2 separate regions of the Mus musculus genome follow, and region 1 is linked to region 2. Evidence: chromatin contacts called from public promoter capture Hi-C data. All regions are on one chromosome and are shown on one strand. The core of a region is the stretch at or near the end of the contact, and the rest is flanking DNA. Distances in the headings are between cores, read along the strand shown.

What was found. Promoter capture Hi-C pulls out the DNA fragments that hold promoters and counts their contacts.
Region 1: a contact with region 2 is called in a promoter capture Hi-C map of erythroid cells, with 3 times the contacts expected there. The contact joins the promoter of Rnf11 here to the promoter of Nrd1 in region 2. A contact is called at or near these places in 3 of 39 promoter capture datasets (erythroid cells, neural stem cells and neutrophils), 1 of 484 Hi-C or Micro-C datasets (nephron progenitors) and 1 of 115 datasets of contacts at active chromatin or transcription factors (microglia).

What each region holds. Positions count from the first base shown.
Region 1 is chr4:109,473,558-109,479,348 of GRCm38.p6, forward strand. It overlaps Rnf11 (ring finger protein 11), which reads right to left and starts at 2,948. Exons shown (of 3, transcript NM_013876.3): 1 at 2,553-2,948. The coding sequence starts at 2,675.
Region 2 is chr4:108,998,577-109,005,155 of GRCm38.p6, forward strand. It overlaps Nrd1 (nardilysin, N-arginine dibasic convertase, NRD convertase 1), which reads left to right and starts at 2,079. Exons shown (of 31, transcript NM_146150.3): 1 at 2,079-2,588. The coding sequence starts at 2,257.

The DNA of each region.
Region 1 (5,791 bases), core at 1,698-4,197, 480 kb after region 2:
ACCCTTCCTCCACCTCCCTAATGCTGCAATGAAAGCTGATGTACCAGGCCCAGCCTGGTTTTTGTTTTGTTTATTTCTGTGTAGTCTTAATATCCTGGAACTGATCTGTAGATCAAGCTGGCCTCAAACTCAGAGATCTACCTGCCTCTGCCTCCTGAGTGCTGGGACTAAAGGTGTGTACCACCACCTATTCTTTACAGAAGCAAATCAATACTACTGTAGCTTTTATATTCATTACGTACTATTTCCTTTTAAAAGCCCAAATATTATAAATCATTTACTATGGACTGGTGCTTTCTCAAATCATGTAAAACAAATATTAGTAATATATTAGAGACTTGAGGGGGATGTTATTATATTTACAGGTTTCTTTTAAAAACTCGATAGGGTCTCATTCTATAGCCGAGACCAGCACTGAACTCAGTATGTAGCACTGACCTCCAAATGTCAGCAATCCTCCTGACTCAGCCTTCCAAGTACTAAGATGACAGATATGAGCCACCATGCAAAGCTAAATATTTCTTTTTATGGTCTCATATTTTAAAGTAACTATTTTCTTGCAATTCATAGTAATTTTGCATATCAGTATTTGGGTCATTCATTTCAGGAAAAGGCAACCACAATACAATTTCCATTGTCAAAAATAACATTCCAAAAAAGTACTGGTAAAATACCAAAAGCCATCATTATGATCTAGTCCTTTTGGAAAGGACAAAAATATAGTTCCCATAACTCTAAAATTACGGTAAGAATAACAGAAAGCAGCAAGTCAGATATCCAATTTTCCTAGAAAGAGGCTAAGGAACATAGATTTGGGGGAGAAGTTTGCTCATGTCACCTACATAAATTCATTCTAGAGGAGCTATCCAGTGGAGAGGAAAACAGTTAAGATAGCCTGAAAAATGGGCCCAACTCTGGAGGCTGAGGCAGGAGGACAGAATGTTTGTCTGTCTGGTCAACTTCCTGAGTCACTGTCTAACAATAAGTTTTTTTTTTTTTTTTTTTTTTAAACAGCAGAGTTATAGTTCTATAGTGGTGTTTTGCTAGAATGCATAGGGTTCTCAGTTTAATTCCTGTTACTGATTATGGATAATATTCATATTCCATTTAGTATTAGGTATTGCTCCTGAAGCAATTTAAATATGTTGGGAGAAATGGGCCACATAAATATAGCCAATACTTAATTTTTATAGGACAGAAATTGCATGAAATATTGACGACAAAGCTTCTATTCTTCATTTATCTCAGTTATTGAGTATCTACTATGAGTCAGATGCTAGAGTATAAAAGCACCTGGAAACTGTCCCAAATTCAGCTTGTACAAGGGGAGGAGAACACATATGTCAAGGGTGAGACACACAACTACCTAAACAAAGATACTGCACTAAATTATTTTAGGTCTGGTACTGCTTGTAAGTGTAGAAGGTACATGGGGGACGTATCCAGGAATTCGGGGAAGAAGGGTGGGTAATGTCAGTACTTTAGATACTTGAGCTGAGTCCTTAAAGAGGATTAAATGTTCACCTGGGCAACCTTGGGGGAAGGGCTCTTAGCATAAAGATCACCTGGAGCAAAGACAAAACTATCAACAGCCTGGTTTGGTTAAAATAGAGGCTTTTGCCAGGCTATCGTAAAGATGGGACTTGACTAACATGAGGGGGTCAGAAAATCAGCTCATATGATCAATTTTTTGCCACGTGATGAGAAACTGGTTTACACAGGATTGAGAAAACACTACACTAGATAATGATGTCACCACATAAAATCAAAGGAGACTGCACAGTTAGAAAACTAAACTCTCTTCAGGAAAATATTAAAGAACTGTATTAAAGCCCACCTGAGAAGTTTACTCAATGTATCATTTAGAAAGACCCATTCAGGAGTCTTTGATAAAGAGGACTTTAAGTAACAGATGGCATTTCCCAAGTCAGGTTGAAAGGTCTCTCAAGTTCAAGATAATCAAATTTTAATTAAGCCAACTTATTTAAAAGATGTGTCACAGGGGTGGAGCTTAAAATTACCACATATGTATATATAAACAAGTAACTCTTTATGAAGCTGAGGCCAAAATCGCCACTTGGAATTCTACCTCCCAAGTAGATGGTAAAAAAGACATTCTACCAGAGCCAATTAACAAAAGAGTGGGGAGGATCATAAACGAAAACACAAATATAAGGGGGGAGGGGGTGACAAGCTACGCAAAACCCGTAATCCTCTTGGCAGTCTGATGAGGAAATCACACAACTCAGACATAAAGGCAGGAAAACCATGTCATCCTCAACTCCACAAGCTAAACTACTAGGCACCGAAGGGGATAAGATCACACACTCGATTCCTGAACTCAAGGACAGAAGACCGTCCTCAACCCGTGCCCAAGGGGATGCCCAGAAGGACCCTTTTCCATTTGGGAACCGGGCAGCAGACACCCTCAAGGCCAGCCCTGAAGGGGTCAACGCCACCCCCCCCCCACCCACCCCCGGTCTAGGCCGTGGAGGCCAAGGGCAGAGGGCCCGAGCCGCCTCCTCTCGCACGCCGACACACACCCTCCCTACCTGATATGGCGGCGGCGGCTCCTGATCTGGCTCCGTCCCCTCGCCAAAGCTAGCCCGGTCGGACTGAGACTCGTGAAGCAGGGAGATGTCATCCGAAGTCGGGGATTTGAGGCAGTTCCCCATCTTCCGGGGCTGGGGTGTATGCTTGAGATCTGCGGGAGGAAGAAAGCTGTGACCCGGTCTCTCGCACGCTCGGCGGTGAGCTCGCTCGGCGCCGCGGGGTCCAAGGCGGCAGGCCCGGGGCTCAGGCGGCGGCTCCCCCGCGCCCCGGCGCCACCGAGGGGCCGCTCATGCCAGCCCCCGGGACAGGGGGCGCGAGGCTAGGCCGCGGGCTGCGCCGGGGTCGCGTCTGGAACCTGAGGGGGGCGGGGGCGGGAAGACTGAGCGCTTCCCCACCCCGCCCCCCGCGGGGCGGCGGCGGCCACGGGCTGCTGGGCCTAATCCAGGTCAGGAGGGGGGGGCGCGGCCGTCTCGGTTGCCTCAGCTGCTGCCTCAGCTGCTGTTGCCCCTGCCGACGCTGGAGCCGCGGCCCGGGGCCTCATCCTACTCCGCCTCGGCGCGGCGGCGGTGGCCAGAACGAGGCTGGCCAGGCCTACGTCATGCCGCCGTGCGTGCTCCGGCCCCGCCCCGGGCGCGCGCGTCCGACTCCTGGACTGCGTGGCTGGGCTCTGAGTTTAAGGTCCAGGCTGTGTGGCTGTTGGTCTCCCGACCATCTGCCTCCGGCGCCCCCTGTATGTCCCGGCTGCAGCCAGCTTGCGGACTTACCTTACCTTACCTGCGCGGTGTCCTCAGACTGTTCACGCTGTCTGCCGGGTTGATGTCTGTAAGCACGGATCTGAATGGACCAGGCAGATAGCTGAGGTGTTTAGCTTCCTTCTCCTTTATCCTTTAAGAATAAAGTCCAAACTCATGTGATGAACACGCCCTACCCTCCCAACATCACAGCCATGAGATTATCGGATTGCCCATTTCTTCCCAATCCCACCTCCCTAATTCAAGCCTCTCAAACTAACATTTGCCGTTGATTCTCAGTCTCTCTGTGTTCATCATTGTCCCCTACCTCCATACCCTTTGAATGATTGAGGATATATATATATGTATTGGGAAGGCATATATATATATATGCCTTCCCAATACTACCCACAGAATAATCTTAAGAAATCTCTTGCCGAGCAGTAGTGGCGCACACCTTTAATCCCAGCACTTGGGAGGCAGAGGCAGGCAGATTTCTGAGTTCGAGGCTAGCCTGGTCTACAGAGTGAGTTCCAGGACAGCCAGGGATACACATAGAAACCCTGTCTCGAAAAACAAAACAAAACGAAACGGGAAAAAAAAAAAAAACGGAAAGAAGAAATCTCTAATCTCATTCAAAATACTGCCCCTCTTTTATAAATTCTAAATCCCAAAATGGCCAAAGTGCTTCTAGTCCTCTCAAAGACTGTTCTCGCTGGCTGAGATTTCCACAGACAGACAGTATTCCTGACCTCTTACCTCTCGCTGGGCTAATCATTATCCTCACCAGTCCTTCGTGGACTCCATTTCATTTCCCTTGAAAATCTTTTTCTGCTTCTCCAGTCTGGGTTAGTCACCTACTCAGAGTTCCCAGTCAGGGCCTTTCTGTCAGGTTGATCAAGCTGAGTTCTCTGTCCCTTCCCTGTGTAAGGCCTGGCATGTTGCCTAAGGTAGTAGAGTCTTTCCTTGGCTGAATGAACAAATGCTCAAACAGCATATGCAAAGGGAAGAACAAGAAGAGAGTGTTCTCCACAGCCATTTTTTTTTAATCAAGAAGGCAAGAAGTTGACTTTGATCTCCAGTTTTATTCACCATTGACTGATTTATTGTTATTTACAGGCCCTATGTTAGAGCGACTGATTCATAAAACCTGACTTTTTTCTTGAAAGATCCTGGGTTTACCTGCAACAACAAACAAAGTCTTAGAGGGTCCCCTCCCCTGATGTTTGTAGAAAACTCTGTTTATTTCGTTTGGGTGAGGGTCAGAAGGGATTTTTGATAGATACTACTGTGTTTAATGAGTAAATCCCAAACATTTTCCCTTTAAATCCCAATTCCACAAAATCACTATCAAAGTGAGGTCAAACTCTATGTTCAAAGCAGGGGGTCTTAACTAGGCATGCCTTTAATCTCAGCACTCTGGAAGCAAAAAGCAGGCAGATCTCTGAGAGTTCGAGGCCAGTCTGGTCTGTAATACAAGTTCCAGAACAGCCAAGACTAAGCAAAGAAACCCTGTCCTGAAAACCAAAAAAAGAAAGAGAGAGAGAGAGAGAGAGAGAGAGAGAGAGAGAGAGAGAAGAGAGAAAGAGAGAAGGGTGTTGTTGAATGCCTGTAATTCAAGCATTTAGAGCCAAGACAGGAACATGTCTAGTTCAAGGCTAGCCAATGTTACTTAACAAGCAAACAAACAATTCTGCCTCAAAAAAAGTCTATATTCAATCAAACAAAAAAATTTTTTTTTTGAAATAGCATCTCACTATATAGCTCTGGCTGTCCTGGAACTCCCTACGTAGACCAGACTAGCCTCAAACTCAGAGGTCTACCTGTCTGTCTCTAAAATGCTAGGACTAAAGGTATGTGCCACCACACCCTTTCTCCAACCAATGTGTTTCAAAACAGAACCTTGAGCTGGGCACAGAGATACAAATCTATTATTCCAGCACTTGGAAGGTAGAAGTAGGAAGATCAGGAGTTAGAAATCATTTTCCCATACAGAATGAATTCCAGGCCAGTCTGGACTACATGAGAGCCCTTCCTCAATATCTCCTCCCAGAACAAAGACAGTTCCATTAAGAAAGAAGCCCAGGAGAGCCTGGAGTTCCACATTACCACGCCATTTAGCCTCCCAAATGCTGGGATTACAGGAGTGAACTCCTATATCTAGCACTCTGTCTTTATTCTTTTTTTGTTTTGGTTTTTAGAGACAGGGTTTCTCTGTATAGCCCTGACTGTCCTAAAACTCACTCTGTAGACCAGGCTGTCCTTGAACTCACAGAGATCCACCTGCCTCTGTCTGCCTCCTGAGTGCTGGAATTTAAGTGAAGCACCACTACCTGTCTTTTTCTTTTATATTTTTCTTACCTTGTTCCTACAAGTTCATACATGTTTCATATATATCATAAATGATATCTAAAGATATAATCACTTTTTCATAAATGTACACTTTTAGACCCATCTGCCTGATGAGAGAACTGTGGTATGTTTCTTTAGCCTACTGCCACTTCAAT
Region 2 (6,579 bases), core at 829-3,328:
CAGGAAAGCTACAAAGCATGCCATCATGGTACCAGGATACTTTATGAATTTGCCTATCGTCCACGAGCAGGGGCCATGTTGTTCTTCTCTATCAGTTCAACTTTAGTATATGTCCCGCTGAATCAGCGAGCACTCTGTGTGCTTTTTAAATATGTTTCTCCCACTAGCCCTCTTCTAAGCTCTAGAGAGAGGGGACATATTTGCTCATCACTCCCAACTTCTGGCACAAGGTAGCACCTCACTTGGTTAGTTAAATGAATGATGGAAAGTTCCACTCTATGGAAAACCCAGCAAATTGCAATTAAGGGCATAAATTATTTTTCTCCTTAGGAAAACAAAATTGATAGTTGAAGCTGAACGTTTCTTATTTCTGGTATTATTGTTTTGGAGAGTCAAAAATCACACCTAGACTAATCCTGTACAAAGCAAGCACACACACACACACACACACACACACACACACACCCTAATCTTGTACAAAGCATAGACTGACACTTCAGTGTCACTTACTATTGGTGTTTTTATGTTCTGGGCAGCCATTCTTGTACTGGAGAGACGCAAATGAAGCTACTTTGAATGAGGACTCTAGTGGAGTTGCGTGAAGACTGATAAACCTTTAAAAGTGTACTGAAACCAGGATATCTTAATGCTTTTATTTTTTATTTTTTGAGACAGGGTTTCTGTGTGTAGTCTTGGCTGTCCTGTAACTCACTCTGTAGACCAGGCTGGCCTCAAACTCAGAAATCGACCTGCTTCTGCCTCCCAAGTGCTGGGATTAAAGGCATGCGTTACCACTGCCCGGAATCTTAATGCTTTCAAATACTTCTGCCCCAGTTCATGTATCCTCTTCAATACTTTGTCTTCCTACCCTGTTTTGTAGTCTTAGCATTTATTGTTTTTTTTTTTTAATGTATTATTTATGGTCAGTTTCTTCCCATAAGAAACTAAACTTCAAGCCAAGGATTTTTTGTTGTTTTTGAGACGGTCTTAGTAGGTAGACATGGCTGGCTTGGAACTGCTTTGTAAACCAGGCTGGCCCTGAACTTAAAGAGATTCACCTGCCTCTGTCTCCCTGAGTGCTTGAGATTCAAGGTGTGGACTACCACACCGGCAACGATTTGTTTTGTGTATGGCTTTATCTTCAGCCACACAAAGGTTCAGAGGCAGGAAAGACAACCACTAATGTATCTATCGGCTTAAAGTCTTTTTGTTGTTGTTGTTGTTTACTCATATTCATTTCGTTTATCTCTTCCATGTGGTATGATCTCATTCAATGGTGTCTATCAGCTTTTTATTGTTATCTGGTCAACTGCTTTTTATTTTATATTGTGTCTGTTCCAGTCGCTGCAAAAGCATTGGCAAAAACAAAAACAAAAAGCTTGGGAAAGTTACTTGAGGTTAGTAGCCTAACATGTTCTTGCTTTTCAGTAAAAGTTGGCCAAACTTAAAGGTAGGCTGAGGACTACTCCAGGGTGTGGAAGCTTAAAAAAATAAACAATTCGCATACAAGAGTGAGCATATTGAAACAGATCTGGAGCGTGAAAAGCACCAATGGTTTGGCAGCCTACAGGATGGAAAGATGCAATTGTTATTTCCGGTGCTTAGTGACCCACAAGCACTGCATCCATCTCGGGATAGGGTGGGAAAAGACTTCCGGTGCTCTGCTCTTTTAAAAAAGAGACCCGCTGAGTCACTCTAAGAATAGAGTGCAAAAAATACACCGCAAGTGGGTGAAGAAGATCAGCATCCACTATCGCGACTCACTTCTGTGTTTTCTCGCTGGGGAATATTTTCTCAGACACGGAGCGCTACGCGGTTTTCCTAAAAACAGCTACGGACGCACGTCACAATCGCAGCAAGACTTCTCCCATCATCCTCCGCCTCTTTTCCTTCGCCCCGCCCACGTCAGGTTTCGAAATGCTCTCTGGGTGCGCCAGGAACCCGGCCTATTTCTATTGGTCTCTCGCTTCCCCTACTCCCATTGGCTGTTTCTGCAAACGTGACGGCCGTTGTGCGTTGTGATTGGCTAGAGTCCATAGCGTCATCGGCTGTCAGGAGGGTGGGATGAAGAAAGTCGGTGTGAGCGAGGCCGGGTTGGAGGAGGGGTTCAGGCCTGTCCTCCCCAGCGGCTGGGGCAGCAACAACGCCGGCCGCCGCCGTCGCCCCTGGGACGCGGAGGAGGAGGAGTGGCTGGAGGTGTAGGAGGAGGAGGTGGGCCTGGGGAGCGGGATGTCCAGCGCTACGACTTGCTGGTGAATGCTGAGGAGAGTCGCGGTTGCTGCAGTCTGTGTCACCGGGAGGAAGTTGCGGTGTGAGGCCGGGCGGGAGCTCACGGCTCTGGGGCGAATCGAAGCACGGGGTCTGTGCGAAGAATCATCGAAACCCTTTCCTACGCTGACCATGCCTGGAAGAAACAAGGCGAAGTCCACCTGCAGTTGCCCGGACCTGCAGCCCAATGGACAGGACTTGGGCGAGAGCGGCCGGCTTGCTCGTCTAGGAGCGGATGAATCTGAGGAGGAGGGACGGTCTTTCAGTAATGTCGGGGACCCTGAGATCATCAAGTCTCCCAGCGATCCCAAGCAGTACCGGTGAGGGAGGAGGCTCGGACTGGGGAGAACAGGGTGCGGGCTTCGGTTGGTGCTGTAGTGACTTCTGGTCTCCATGTCTCCCGGAGAAGCAACAGGGTGTTACTACTTCCCATCCCAAATGTGTGTTTGGGTGAGGCGGCCAGGGCAATTTGGAGTAGACGAGGCTGGCCTTTAACTCAGAGATCTGCTTGCCTCTGCCTCTCAAATGCTGGGATTAAAGGTATCCGCCGCCACTGCCCGGCTATTTTTGACTTATATTAAAGCAAGAATTAAGGTTTCCATGAGGAAGACAGGATGGATGGTAAAGGGGAGGAGGGTTGGTAAGGAAAGCTTGACAGTTAGTGATTCTGAATTTTGGCGGAGAGGATATTTGAGATGTGTGTGTGTGTGTGTGTGTGTGTGTGTGTGTGTGTGTGTTATTTTTGTTCAGTCTCAATCCAAAGGTGTATGAGTAAAGAGAGGTAAAACAGAGTGAAAATTACGAAAAGGATGCTGTGGTTTTAATAAAAGAACTTTACATCACCCTTTTCGTAATTATCACTCCTGTTTACCTCTCTTAGCTAGCCTGAGATGGAGTGGCTTGTAACCATGGGTAGCTAGCCACAACTAGAATGGCTTAGCTAGATGACTTCTTCCAAAACGTATTAGAGATATCTTGGGCCTCAGTTGTATGAATGGTAGGCGTGTAAGATCCCATTTTATACAATGTTTCAATCATGTGTAATGAATGAATGAATGGTGACTCAATCCCCCACCTGAATAAACTTAAGAGTTACTTTGTTTCATAAAATATCTTGTATTTGAAATAGTTTCTATTATCTTACAGCTTAGTTTTCCTGGTTGAAGACGTTGAAACACACTCAGAATTAGACAGCTAAATAGTATTGGAGCTTGTATGAAACTACCCATCCGACTCAAAAGCCAGTGCAGTATGTGCTGGGTTAGAAGCCTGCAGCTCCAAACTTATTATAAGCCTGCAGTGTGTTAAAAGAAGGAAAGAATTCTAGAGATCATCTTTTCCACTTTCCCCCCACTTCTGTTTTACAAACAACTGACACTCAGGTCCAGAAAGTAGTGACATAGTCCCAGCTTCAAGACTAGCTTAATTTCCCAGTATAATTTTTGTCAGTTTGTCAGGGTCAAGATATCTTTATAAACTAGGGATAACTTTTCTTGCCAAAGATGTAGTTGTAACCTGTAAGTGAGCAAGTTGAAGGTAATAACATTGCTTAGTTTTGGCCTCCCAGGTTAAATTTTCAGTACAGGTGTTGGTGGTTTTTTTGTTTGTTTGTTTGTTGTTTTCCTGTCCATACAAAGTTACCTAATAATGGCTAAGTCTCAGATACTGTTCTGATTGCTTCAGGTAGAGATTCGTTGACCTTATTTTTTGCTAGTTGTTTAACAAATACTAAATGTATGTGTCAGGTCCCAAACTAGCATTTCTGCACCTTGGCTAAATATACTGCAACAAATAACATTTTATCCAGGGTGGCATACAAAGATGATTAAATTTACAGAGGGAGGATTCAGATATTTAAAAAGTTAAAATGCGAATAGGGTGTGGTAATCCCAGTGCTGGAGAGGCGGAGGAAGGAGAACATCAGAAGTCAGGAGACATCCTTGATTATATAGCTTGGACTAAATAAAACCCTGGTTCAAAAAACAACCTGGGGAAGGGGAAGCAAAATGAGGCACCTAACATTTATGGGATTCCTAATGGAAGTATGTACGTTAGAGTAGATTAAAGAATAAAGTAGGAAGTGATAAACAGAAGGCCTAGATAGCTTCTTCCAAAAATGTATGAGAAGACTTGGACCTCAACTGGTTGAATGGGTACTTGTAAGATCCCTTATAATCTTCCAGTGTTCCAATCATCTGTAATGAATGGTGACTCAAACCCTGCCTGAATGAAGTTCTGAGCTTGGTATAAGGAAGACTTAAAAAAAAATGCAACTGGATGTATGCAGTGATATCCAGCTTTAATTCCAGTTCTCAGGAGGCAGAGGCAGGTGATCCCTGAGTAGGAGGCAAGCCTGGGCTACAGATCGAGTTTCAGGAAAGCCAGGGCCATATAGCGAAACCGTATCTCAAAAATAAAAACAAACAAATAAATAAAAAGCAACCTTCCCAAGCCCCCAGAAATCCAACAACAACAAAGACAATGTTTAAAAGTTACTTTGAGTAAATTGTTGCATTTATGTTTGCTGGCCTTTGTTAAATCACCATCTTCCCTTTTTGTCCACCTGTATTTATTTATTTATTTATTTATTTTTTTATTTATTTTGATGTACTCAAGTTTCAAATTGACACCCTTTCCACCCCCCGCCCCAAGACTCTTATTAGCTTTTGCTAGATTGAAACTCACTATGTAGACTAGGCTGATCCTAGAACTAGATTTTTTTTTTAAAAGATTTATTTATTTATATGAGTACACTGTAGCTGTCTTCAGACACACCAGAAGAGGGCATCAGATCCCATTACAGATGGTTGTGAGCCACCATGTGGTTGCTGGGAATTGAACTCAGGACCTCGGGAAGAGCAGTCAGCAGCCATCTCTCCAGTCCCAAAACTAGATCTTTAAAGTCTGAATTTTTGTGTCCAGAAACAAACATATCAAGTGTCTGTAGCGTCTAGAACTAGATAACATTTCTAATACTTGCATATAGATGTTGCATATAGATGTTGATGTAGAATAAAACGGATTCTTTCCATTGCATTTCTGTAGCTTTGTCCTTGATCACGTACTTGTTTTGAGTATGTGGATGAGCACCAGACCTGTTCAGAGGAATATTATGGTGGAATAATGCTGTCAAAGACATATCAGCTTGCATTTATTAAGAGTCTACAGAATTTTATTTCTCTCTGCATATAATTTGTATTTAGCCGTTTTTGAAATGTTAATTCCTCCAGGACTCCTTCAGGATTACATTTATTTCCTTAGTATTTAGTGCGCGCACGTGTGAATTGCAAGAGTGGGTAGGTCAGGACAGCTTACAGGAGTCAGTTCTCACTATTCACCATGTGAGCGCTGGGGATTGAACTCAGACTGCTGTGCATGATGGCAAGTGGTTTCCCCACTGAGCAAACTTACCAGCCCTTGTTAAGCTTTTTAGGTGGTTGCTTAGATACCAGGTAAGTGTTAATCTCCCCTTTTTTCTCAGTTCCTCTGAACAGGTCTGGTGCTCATTCACATACTCAAAACACTTAATGTGATGGCTGTGCCCTGTAACGGATCATGGACAAAGAAAGCTACAGAAACACAATGGAATTTGGCTAGAAAGATGTCGCACAAGTCAACATCTTACTCAAATCGTTATTGGTTAGGATAGATGCTCTAGATGGATGGTGACACTTTTCTTTCTAACAGTGAGTGCACAATGCTGGGGAGTTTAGGTTGACTATAACAAGGCTTTGTTGTCCAATCTCTCTGTCTATATTTCTATGGGGGATGGAAAACAAACATGAAAAGCCTTCTAATCTAAATGTTGCTCACACCATTAGAAGTAATAACCACATTTATTTTTGTGTATGTGACGGGGAAGGCAGTGCATGTACCCCAGTGTGTGTGTGTGTGTGTGTGTGTGTGTGTGTGTGTGTGTGTGTGTAGAGACCAGAGGACAACTTGCAGAGTTGGTTCTGTCCTTCCATCTTGTGGGTTCTGGGGGTTGCTCTCAGCCCAGGAGGCTGGTCAGGCTCGACATGTACCTTCTTCACCTTCTGAGCCAGCCCACTATTTTTATAAGCCTGGCTATATTAATAAGTTCTCAGTATACTTATAGGAGGTAAAGCGTTGATTATGTTGTTGACTGTTACATGCCATTGAACAGAAAGGGCACAATCCAACAACTGCATTGAGGACACTAATGTCTGCTAACTTCCTAGTTTATAAGTAGGTGACTTGCTCAGTAGCAGAAACCATAGACAAATCCAAGTCATCAGAAAGCAGACATATATCAAAAATTAAGAGAAAATGTCATTTTGTATTGAATGG